3 separate regions of the Macaca mulatta genome follow, and regions 1 and 2 are each linked to region 3. The links are chromatin contacts, called in public Hi-C maps. All regions are on one chromosome and are shown on one strand. Each heading gives the region's core, a stretch centred on a gene start, on an enhancer-like site or on the middle of the called end of the contact. The rest is flanking DNA. Distances are from core to core; before and after follow the strand shown. Region 1 holds the start of PAFAH2 (platelet activating factor acetylhydrolase 2). Region 2 holds the start of MAN1C1 (mannosidase alpha class 1C member 1). Region 3 holds the start of MTFR1L (mitochondrial fission regulator 1 like).

Region 1 (3,493 bases), core at 898-3,397, 180 kb after region 3:
CCCAGTTACTCAGGAGGCTGAGGTAGGAGGATTGTTGGGGCTTGGGAGCTGGAGGCCACAGTAAGCCAAGATTGTGCCACTGCACTTCAGCCCAGGTGACAGAGCGAGGCCCTGTCTCAAAAAGAAATAGTAACTAAGGGTTGGGTGCAGTGGCTCACACCTGTAATCCCAGCACTTTGGGAGGCCAAGGCAGGCGGATCACCAGGTCAGGAGATCGAGACCATCCTGGCTAACGTGGTGGAACCCTGTCTCTACTAAAAAAAATACAAAAAATTACCCGGGCGTGGTGGTGGGTGCCTGTAGTCCCAGCTACTTGGGAGGCTGAAGCAGGAGAATGGCATGAACCCGGGAGGTGGAGCTTGCAGTGAGCCGAGATCACGCCACTGCACTCTAGCCTGGGCGACAGAGCGAGACTCCGTCTCAAAAAAAAAAAAAAAAAAAGAGAAATAGTAACTGCTCATGAGATTGTTGATGAGGATTAAATAATACATGTAAAGCACTCAATGGATAGAAGGTACTATAACCATAGGAGGCAACTATAATTATTTTAACTGCATGGCCTCTCAAGTTCCTTATATGTAAAATGGATACTTCGTAAGTGAAAATATTGCCTAGGGCCTGGTGCATTTTGAGTGCTTATAAAATGTTAGGAATTAATTAACAATGCTATGTCTCTCTTTCCTAGTCAAGGTCTCTCATTTTTCCTGGATTAAGCCTTTTGGCAAAACAGATTCTTTCCCAGCAGCCTTTTCAGGCCTCAGACACCCCTACCAAAGCCAGTGTCTACTGAACAGGCCCAGAAGAGCCCAGAGGGAATGGATGGGGCTTAGGTTGCAGCTGTCCTCTCCTGCTGGGGCCCTGTTTCTGGTGAACAGAGGACTGCTGCTCTGCCAGCTGTGTGACCCTTTCATCAGTGGATATTTCAAGATACAGTCCAAGATAAGCACTTCTCTGGTGCTTCCTTTCAGATAAAGCTCTCTGAAGACTAAAAGCTCATTGGCCTGACCTTTGGTCTCTGGAGGAAGTGAGGAAATATCATCTAGCTGGTAGATAATGAAGACACCAAGCACTCGAGGGATGGGTTTGAGCAACAAGGTGGCAGAGCTAGAGAAGAGCCCTGATAAGAGTGTTTCAGAGCATTAATAATTGTGATAAAAATAATCTGTCTCTAGTGAGGGTCTTACAGTTTACAAGGCATCTTCACACATACTAGCTTGTTGGCTCCTCAACACTCCTCACCTGAGACTGACGGAGAAACAGTCATCTCCGTTTTAGAGAGGAAGAAACTGAGTCCCGAGGGCAGGAGGCAGAGCTGGCCTAGAACCGGGTGTGCTTACTTCGAGTCCAGGGTAATCGCGGATCGGAAAGAAGGAATGAGGGCCCTTCTTCCGCCGCCGTGAAAAACAGAAAATTGAGAGTAAAAGTAAAGTACACAAAGGGTGGAGGAGCATAAAGAAGCCCGGGGAGGCCGAGCGCGGTGGCTCACGCCTGTAATCCCAGCACTCTGGGAGGTCGAGGCTGGCGGATCACGAGGTCAGGAGAACGAGACCATCCTGGCTAACACGGTGAAACCCCGTTTCTATTAAAACTACAAAAAACTAGCCGGGCGTAGTGGCGGGCGCCTGTAGCCCCAGCTACTCGGGAGGCTGAGGCAGGAGAATGGCGTGAACCCGGGAGGCGGAGCTTGCAGTGAGCCGAGATCGCGCCACTGCACTCCAGCCTGGGCTACACAGCGAGACTCTGTCTCAAAAAAAAAAAAAAAAAAAAAAAAAAAAAAGCCCACGGTTCAGGGAGGTGAGGCTGCAGGGTCAGGGTAGGGCCGAGGAATTAGGGTAGAGCTGTGGGGTCCAAGGTGGGGCTGCGGGGGCTGGGTCCTGGGACAGGAGCTCAGTGGGGATTCCAGGGGCGCTGGCCGTTAAAAGTGCGAGGCGACCGTAGCAGGGTCAAGAGGGTGGGTGGCTACAGGTGTCTGAATAGGAAACGTAAAGGACGAAGATTAATATGCAATTCCTACGATTGAGAGACGCCGAGGCCCCAAACCGGGCCAGAATACGAAAGTCTGCAGGGAGCTCAATTAACATATGGGTGTTTTCTTCAATCAAACTTACCCAGTCAAGCTGATTCCTCAGAAGCAGCCCCAGACGTTTAACTCGACGGAAATGAGAAACGGCCCAGGAACCCGTGGCCCTTTGGTCGTTGTAGTTTCCAGGGCTCAACATGGACACTTGGAAGCACTTCCGTTCCTCAACCTAGAACTACAACTCCCGATGTGCAGTGGACGAGATTGCGCATTACAACCCTAAGACTACAACTCCCAGAGTTCTACGCGACCTCCCCGCTCCGCGTGGTCGTGCGAAACCGCCCAAGGCCCGGGATGCGGTGTGATTCCTCCCCCTGGTGGCCTGAAGAGGAGCCGCCGCGATTTCTGCTCTGGAGCGGAGGGTTTTACTTGTAGTCCCGTGCGTAACCCTCCGCCTCACCCTCCTCAAATAGTCCTCAGGCGTGCCCAGACATGGCCCCAGCTTCGCTTTATTCTCAAGGAGGTGGGAGGAGGTCGGCGTTTGTTTTGTGTCTTCTGCACACTTTGTTTCCTGGAAGAATAACAGACTGATCGTTCAAATTAAGGGGACATTCCCTACCAGCCTGCACCTGTTGACACCTGTGATTTTCTATTGTCCTCAAAAGACTCCCTGCCCGAGAAAAGGGAGGAACCCGAGTGATCTGTTGGGCCGCAACCACCCCACATTACTGTCTTTTGCTGGTTCTTAGCGACACTGATGGACAAGATACCGCCCCTAGCCTCAACAGAATCACAGTCTAGCAGAGAATGCAGCCCAGTGAATAATGACAGCACAGAGCCGTGATCTCATGGGGAGACACAGCAAGCGTGGGAGCCTTGAAAAGGGGCCTCTGGCCAGGCTTGGGGGAAAGGGGCGGTGTCTGCAAGGCTTCTTAGAGGGAGGAATGTTAACATTGAGACCCGATATAAGGAAAGAACGTAGCCAGGAGTACAGAGACTGTGAAGAACGTTTCAGAGTATGGCATTAAGTTCAGTGCTGGCTGCAGCTGAGTGTGAGGGATGGAAGGAGATTATTTTTGGGGCAGTGGGGGTTGGGGCAGTGGGGGTCAGGCAGAGCCCATCCTCAGGAGTCCTGTGAACTTCTATAAGAAATTTGGATCGTTCAGGCAGCTCAAAAACGTTCAACGGCCCTCTACTACCTATGAAATGAAGTCCCAACTGCTTAGCCTGGCATTCAAGGTCTTCCCCAACTTGCATGCCCCCACGTGGCACCCCCCACCCTCCAGCCCCCCTCTTCTAGGAGCTTTGTTCATGCCTCCAAAGTTTCCGCCGACATTTGTGTGTGCCTCTCACATGTGAGTTGACTCACACTGCCTTGGGTATGTCCTGGATTAGAGGTCTTAACTCTTGACATATTATGAGCTCTTTGAGGTCAGGTACTGAGTCCTGCAGTCGCCCCCGCCACTCACTGTT
Region 2 (3,341 bases), core at 381-2,880, 210 kb before region 3:
TGCTTATCTCTGACATGCACAGCTGGTTCCACATCAACCTGCCAACCAAACTCACCAGAGATTGAAATATCTGAATTGGAATTTTATATTTAAGCTGCGTGTATTTGTGGGATTGGGAAGGATTAGTCATCTCCAGTGACCAAAATGTTTGCACCTGTTACCCCACTTTCATTTTCAGTTGAGAGAAAGTTGCATGCCAGGGATATTTAAACATCGAGGGTGGGTCTGCTGTCAGTTGTCTGGCCAGAGGTAGAAGGATGACTGAGTCCCAGCCGCCCATCCGCATCAGACCTCAGGGAAGAAGCAAGATTTACGAGGAGAGAGCCTGCCTGGCCCCCTTCTTCTGTTGGGAAAGGCTTCCCTGCAGTATTTTCTGTCTCGTCAACGCTGCATTTCATTTTAAATGGCAGTTGAAAGTAGATATTTTCCCTCTTGCCTATTACAAACCTCTTAATTTGTCTCTCCCTCTGCTGTTATTTGTCTCTATAAAGTGTTTTGCATGAAAGACCCACACAGCACAATGTTGCTTCACCCTGGGTTAGGTTTAACAGGAAGGGAAGATGCAGAGACTAAGTCCAAGGAGGAAGGTGTGACGGCCTTGCGGTTGAGGACACGCGTGTCTGGGAGTTGATGCCCGGCTGTTTTTGGAGGTATCTGTTGCCTGAATGTGGGTATGCGGGTGCACATGTCCATGTTTGTGCTAATTTGCATATATGTCTATGCATACTGTGGTATAATCACTTGGGTGTCCATACCCAAATTAAGTGTATGTTTGAGTGCATGTACACACCCACATGCCAGTCTCTGTGTGCATATGGATCTATGCCCAGACGCACACATGTGCATATAAACACACGTAGGCATCAAGGTACACGTCCGTCACATGATGTGTGTGGTCTACTGTAGACACGCTCGGGGCGCTCTTCCTTTCGCTGCTTCTCAAGGCTGCGGTCAGGCTCCCTCCCTGCTCCACCCAGGGGCCCTGGCCCCGTTTAGGGTTGTAGGAAAAGGAAGGCACGCAGTGGTCTGCGGGGGGTTAGTGGAAACACCGCCTCCGCCGACCCCGCCGCGGTCACAGCTCTCTGGCTTGGCTCCAGCCACGAACAGCATCGCCGCGGCTCGGCGTTAGCGCTGAGAAGCCCGGGGCAGCCGCCAGGGCGCGGGCTGCCAGCTCCCTGACAACTCCGGACTGACACTGGGGGGCGAAAGAGGTCACCCAGCGACGGGCACAGCCCTCCAGAGCAGCACTGTCTCCGGCCCGCTTCCGGGGGCCACCAACCCGAGCCTCGCGGGCGGGTTGAGGGGTGGTCTCGGTCGCTCGGGGTCCAGCGAAGACTGGGCAGTAACCAATAGGCGACTGTGGCCCAACGGGGATCCCTCGGATGCAGCCAATGCCCTCGCTGCGCTCTCCGCCCCCGCCCTCGCCAGCCCCCCGCCGCTGGACCATTGGCGCCGGCGGGATCGGGGGTGCGCGCGACGCCGGCCTTTGGGGGAGGGCGGGGCTTGGAGCCGGGCTGCGCTCCCGCCCGCGCTCTGCCTCTGCCCCGCCCCCGGACGCGCGGCCCTCAGCCCCTCTGCGGCGCGGCGGCGGCGGGAGGGGGCGCGGGGCGCGCGCGTGGGCGTGGCCGGCGGGCGTGGCTGGCGAGCGGCAGGAGGCGGGGCGGCGAGCGCTGTCGCAGTGAAAGCCGGAGCGGCGGCGGCGGCGGGGACGGCGGCGGAGGCTGCCCGGCGGCTGTGCGCGCGTGTGGGGCGCAGGCTCGGCGGCGGCGGCCCGTCTGGAGCGGTCGCTGCGAGGACGACAGCTGCAGCGGGGGAGGCGCGGCCGGGGCTGCGCGCTCCGCGGAGCCGGCGGGGCCGGGAACAGGTGATCCCAGCGGGAGCCCCGCGCCCTACCGAGTTGGAGGGGCGGGAGCCCGCGCTCCCGGGCGCAGCTGCAGCCGCTCAGCCGCGGCTCCGGACTCGGGCATCCCTGCGCTCTCGGGGGTCCGGGGAAGCCCCCTACCCCCGCAGGCTCGGAAGTGCCTTCTCCTGCTCCCTGGCCGCTCCCGGCGCCCGCTCGGCGGCGGAGAAAGTTGTGGACGTGTCCCGATAGTCGAACCGGGCGCTGTCGCGACCGGGCTGGGTGTGCGCGCGCTCGGGGCGGCGCTGACACGCCAGCCCCCCATCACCTCGGTCCCCTCCGGAAACTGCTTCTGAAGCTGAAACTTTGGGCGCCGACCAGCGCAGGCGGGAGCCCGGGGGGCGGAGGGCGGCTCGGTGCGGGCCTGCGGGCGCCCCTCGGCGCGGACAGCCGGGACGCCGCGGACGGCATGTGACGGCCCCGGAGGCCGCAGCGCGGGAAGGCGCGGGCCCCGGCGCGGCGGGGAGGGCTCGGCCGGAGGGGAGGCTGCGGCGCGCGGCCGGTCGCTGCGGGCCCGGGCCCCGAGCCGTGCCGCTCCGCTCGCCCGGGCCCCGCCGAGGCCGCTGCGCCCCCGCCTCCTCGCGGGAGGACTCACTCCAAACTCCCTGAACTTCGGGGACAGTCCCCCGAAGCGGCGAAACTCTCAGGGTTGGCAGCCCTGCCCAGGGATCCCCATCCCGGGCGGCGCTCCGGACGCCCTCTCCTCACCGCGGCCCCGCAGACACGTGCCTGGACTCCGAGGGCCTCTGGAGCCCCCGGCCCGGCCAAGATGCTCATGAGGAAAGTGCCCGGCTTCGTCCCGGCCTCCCCGTGGGGGCTGCGGCTGCCGCAGAAGTTCCTCTTCCTCCTCTTCCTCTCGGGCCTCGTCACCCTGTGCTTCGGGGCCCTCTTCCTGCTGCCCCACTCCTCTCGCCTCAAGCGCCTCTTCCTGGCCCCCCGGACCCAGCAGCCTGGCCTGGAGGTGGTGGCCGAAATCGCCGGCCATGCCCCAGCCCGCGAGCAGGAGCCGCCTCCCAACCCGGCCCCTGCCGCGCCGGCCCCGGGCGAGGATGACCCCAGCAGCCGGGCCAGTCCCCGCCGCAGGAAAGGGGGGCTGCGGCGCACCCGCCCCACCGGGCCCCGCGAGGAGGCCACGGCGGCCCGGGGCAATAGCATCCCGGCCTCCAGGCCCGGGGACGAGGGCATCTCTTTCCACTTTGACTTCAACGCATTCCGGAGCCGCCTCCGCCACCCGGTCCTGGGAACGAGGGCGGATGAGAGTCAGGAGCCCCAGAGCCGAGTGCGAGCCCAGCGGGAGAAAGTCAAGGAGGTATGAACTCAGTCCCCACAATTCTTCCCACCAATTGCCCCCACTAAGGAGAAGATCCTCTTTCCCTTGCCTCAGTCACTCCTGGTCCCGGTGCTCCCACCCCTTTCCCTTGCCTCAGTCACTCCTGGTCCC
Region 3 (3,210 bases), core at 650-3,149:
TGGAAAATGCTGGTGGCCTGCGCTTTCTGAGGCCTCATCTGATGCCTCTGTAGTTCCTGTCCCCCACCAGGCCTTGAGGCTCAGGGTAGGAGAGGGCCCCTGGCTGCCCTCCTGTCACTCCTCTGCCACTTCCCTTCCCTGTCCTCAACCTGCCCTGTAATAAAATCAGAGAAGACTGACTAGAGTGGTTCTAAGTGCTTTTCCTTTGAGTGGCATGTTCAGCTCTGTCCTTCCATGCGGCGGCTCCCTCCTGGGGTGGACTTGGCTGGAATGCTTTCAGGGACTATCTTACCTATCGAGGGCTTGAGTGACTTGCCCAAAATAAGTTTGTGATAGAACAAGTGGTAGGACTTACTGTTTTGAGAATCTGATGCTCTCTGTTGAGAAAGATCTGGAAGTTGTCTTAGAAGCGGAACCTGAGACAGGCATGAAGTGATTTTTTTTTTTTTTTTTGGTGGGGTGGGGAGTGTACTTCCAGAAAAACCTGTAAAAGAAGGAGGGAAGCAGAAGAGGAAAAGGAAAAATGCTGAGCAGGAACAGTCTCAGCCCAGCCTTGGCCTGACCCACAGTGGAAGAGCTGTGAGGCATAAACCACACTGCAGAGTTGAACTGGCCTTTTGGGCCTTGCATCAGTCATTGGCTTGGGAGGTGAAGGAAATTCCCAGGTAGGGGGCTCCATTCTTCCTGCAAGGGGATCTGAGTGGGACAGCAAATCAGCATCTACACCCAGGACAGACAGCCAGCGTGAACTTGCATGATCCGCCATCGCACAAGAGGGGAAAGTAATGATTAAAACACAATGTGCCATCCTGGAAAGAGGGCTGGACCTGGGAGTCAGTCTTTAGCATTTGAGATATGGTGGAGATAGGGTGGATGACCTCTGAGGTCTCTTGCCAGGACCAGTTACATAATTTTGCAGAGCCCAGTGCAACATGAAAACACAAGACCCCCTGTTAGAAAATTAATCATTTCAAGACGGCAACAGCAGAGTACTAAACCAGGTACAGGGTTCTGAGCATGGGGCCCTTTGTGACTGCATGGGCTGGTCACCCATGAAACCAACTCTGTCTCTGGCAGAGGGGATTGCAGGCTTTGGGACCAAGGAACTCCAGCCTGGGAGCCAGGCACAGCCTGAGGCTGTGCTGAAAGCAGAGGAGGAAATGTCACCCAGGAACTGCATGCCACAGACCCGGACAGTGAGGGCTGGAGCACAAAGAGGGAATGGGTTAGTGAGCCTGGAAGGAATGTGGCTCTTCCCACAGTGCCTCTGGGGTCTTGTGCATCAAGTACCCATCTAATGAGCAAACTCACTGAATATACCGTGTGTGTGTGTGAGAGAGAGAGAGAGAGAGGCGAGAGAGGAGAGAGAGTGAGAGAGACAGAGACAGAGAGACAGAGACTAAAATAGAAGAAAGCTGCAAAGTGCTGGAGGGCAGGAGTCAGAGGAGAAAGAGGCCCATTCTGCCCATTCTTGCTGGAAAGAGGCTTTGCAGAGGGGCTTGCCTGGGAACCATGAACTGCAAAGGGGGCCAGGGTGAGGATTCTGAAGTTTGCCCTAGGGGTAGGAGCATACTTTAGGGGATGAGCGACACATCCCTCGGCTTCCAGAAGTCGTATGGGGCTAAACGTGGAGAGTAACAAGCAGGGAGACGCGACGAATATCAGGCTCAGGGATCTCCAAACGCAGCCAACTCCTCCCGGGGACACAGACCCCGCGGAGACACAGTCTCGACAGAGGGGGAGTGTGCTCCGCGGGATCTGAGCGAGCCCCCGCCAGCGCCCCGCCCACTCGGGGGCCGCCCTCCTCTTGCCACCCGGCTGGACCCGCCTCCCGACGGTGCGCGGAGGTGCGGCTCGGTGCGCAGCTGCGGAGGATCGCTTCCGGGGGGCGGGTCAGCGGAAGTGAGGGCGGTAGCCCACGGTGGAAGGAGGGGCCGTGAGGTGAGAGAGTCCCGGAGCCCGAGACTGAGGTGAGAAAGGTTCTAGGGCGGCGTGGAGACGGGAGTGCGGCCTTCCAGCCCGTTAGTAGACTGGGTCTAGGTGCCAGGCGCTGTGCGGAGCTCGCGGCTCCTGTTCCCGCGCGAGTTCTCGCGGGAGCCGCTGGTGTCCGTTTCACTTGGCCCGGGGGAAACTGAGTCCCCGAAGGGTAGTTGCTCGTCGGAGTACCCCAGCAAACAGTGACCAAGCCAGACCTGAGACTTCTAGTTTCGGCTTCGCTGCTTGACGGGCCGGGCTGCCCCGCCGCGCATTCTGAGACCTGGCCGTGGCTCGGAGGCTTCCGCGCACTCTGGTCCAGGCCTGTGGGTCCAAGGGCCGCTGGGCAGGCGGCGAGGACTTGGCCGACCTTGGCCCAGGTCGGGGCGGCTGCCGCGGGGGAGGGGCGGCGCGCCCTGACCGGTCCCCGCAGGGAGAGGGTCCACGCGGGTCTCCGGGCGCTGCTGCGAGCGGCAAAGTTTCACTGAGCGCGGCGGCCTCCGTGGGGTCCCCCGGGACCAGGGGTGCTGAGCGGGGCCCTGCGCTGGAGGAGCTCCCGGTCTCCTGAGGGGGACGCCTGTCAATAGACAGCAACGGCAGCCTCAGTGACAAGACCCACCGGTGCTGCCAGAGAACGGGGGAAGATCTTCTAGCCAGTGACACTTGGGGGCGGGGGTGACAGCTGAGTTGGTGTTCTCCTTCATTCGGTTAGTTAGTTCGGCGCGTTGAAGCGCTTACTGTGTCCTAGGCAGACACCGTGCTGTGCGCGGGGATCACAGTTATCTAGTTCCTCTCGCGAGGACTCCGAGGGACAGGCAGGGTGCTGCGGAGCGCACAGGAAAGGACCTGACCCTGTCGCAGGGAAGGAAGGTGATGCTTGAGCTGAGCTCTGAGGAATGAAGAAGAATGAGCTCGGCGAAGGGGGTGCTGGTGTTTGATGCAGGGCTCAGAGGTGGGCCCAGTGTTGGGGGTTGAGGGCCAGTGTGACTGGAGGGCAAGGGGGAGAGCAGGAGGGCTGGCTGCGAAATGTGCAGGCCTTGGTACTCGGTGTGGTCTAGAGAGGGCAGAGAAAGATGGGTTTGGGACTGATTGTGGATTTTATCCTGTGTTGGCTTTAGTAAGCCAGTTTTAAACGGAAGAGCGATGTGATTAACAGTGTGTTTGGGAAGGATTCCTCTGGCTGTGTGTGAGGGTTAGGCCCAGCTGGGTCTTTGGAGGTAAGGTCGGAGAGAAAGT

Evidence for each region. A called contact is a pair of places that touch in the nucleus more often than the background predicts.
Region 1: a Hi-C map of fetal cortex germinal zone shows a contact between it and region 3, with 5 times the contacts expected there. The contact joins the promoter of PAFAH2 here to the promoter of MTFR1L in region 3. A contact is called at or near these places in 5 of 14 Hi-C or Micro-C datasets (CD4 T cells, fetal cortex germinal zone, fetal cortical plate and 2 more).
Region 2: a Hi-C map of fetal cortex germinal zone shows a contact between it and region 3, with 5 times the contacts expected there. The contact joins the promoter of MAN1C1 here to the promoter of MTFR1L in region 3. A contact is called at or near these places in 6 of 14 Hi-C or Micro-C datasets (CD4 T cells, blood, fetal cortex germinal zone and 2 more).

Annotation. Positions count from the first base shown.
Region 1 is chr1:215,020,209-215,023,701 of T2T-MMU8v2.0, reverse strand. PAFAH2 (platelet activating factor acetylhydrolase 2) reads right to left here and starts at 2,147. Exons shown (of 10, transcript XM_077968417.1): 1 at 2,109-2,147.
Region 2 is chr1:215,416,049-215,419,389 of T2T-MMU8v2.0, reverse strand. It overlaps MAN1C1 (mannosidase alpha class 1C member 1), which reads left to right and starts at 1,630. Exons shown (of 13, transcript XM_077968783.1): 1 at 1,630-1,699; 2 at 2,984-3,209.
Region 3 is chr1:215,204,683-215,207,892 of T2T-MMU8v2.0, reverse strand. MTFR1L (mitochondrial fission regulator 1 like) reads left to right here and starts at 1,899. Exons shown (of 7, transcript XM_077968979.1): 1 at 1,899-2,926. It overlaps SELENON (selenoprotein N), which reads left to right. Exons shown (of 12, transcript NM_001347992.2): 12 at 1-180.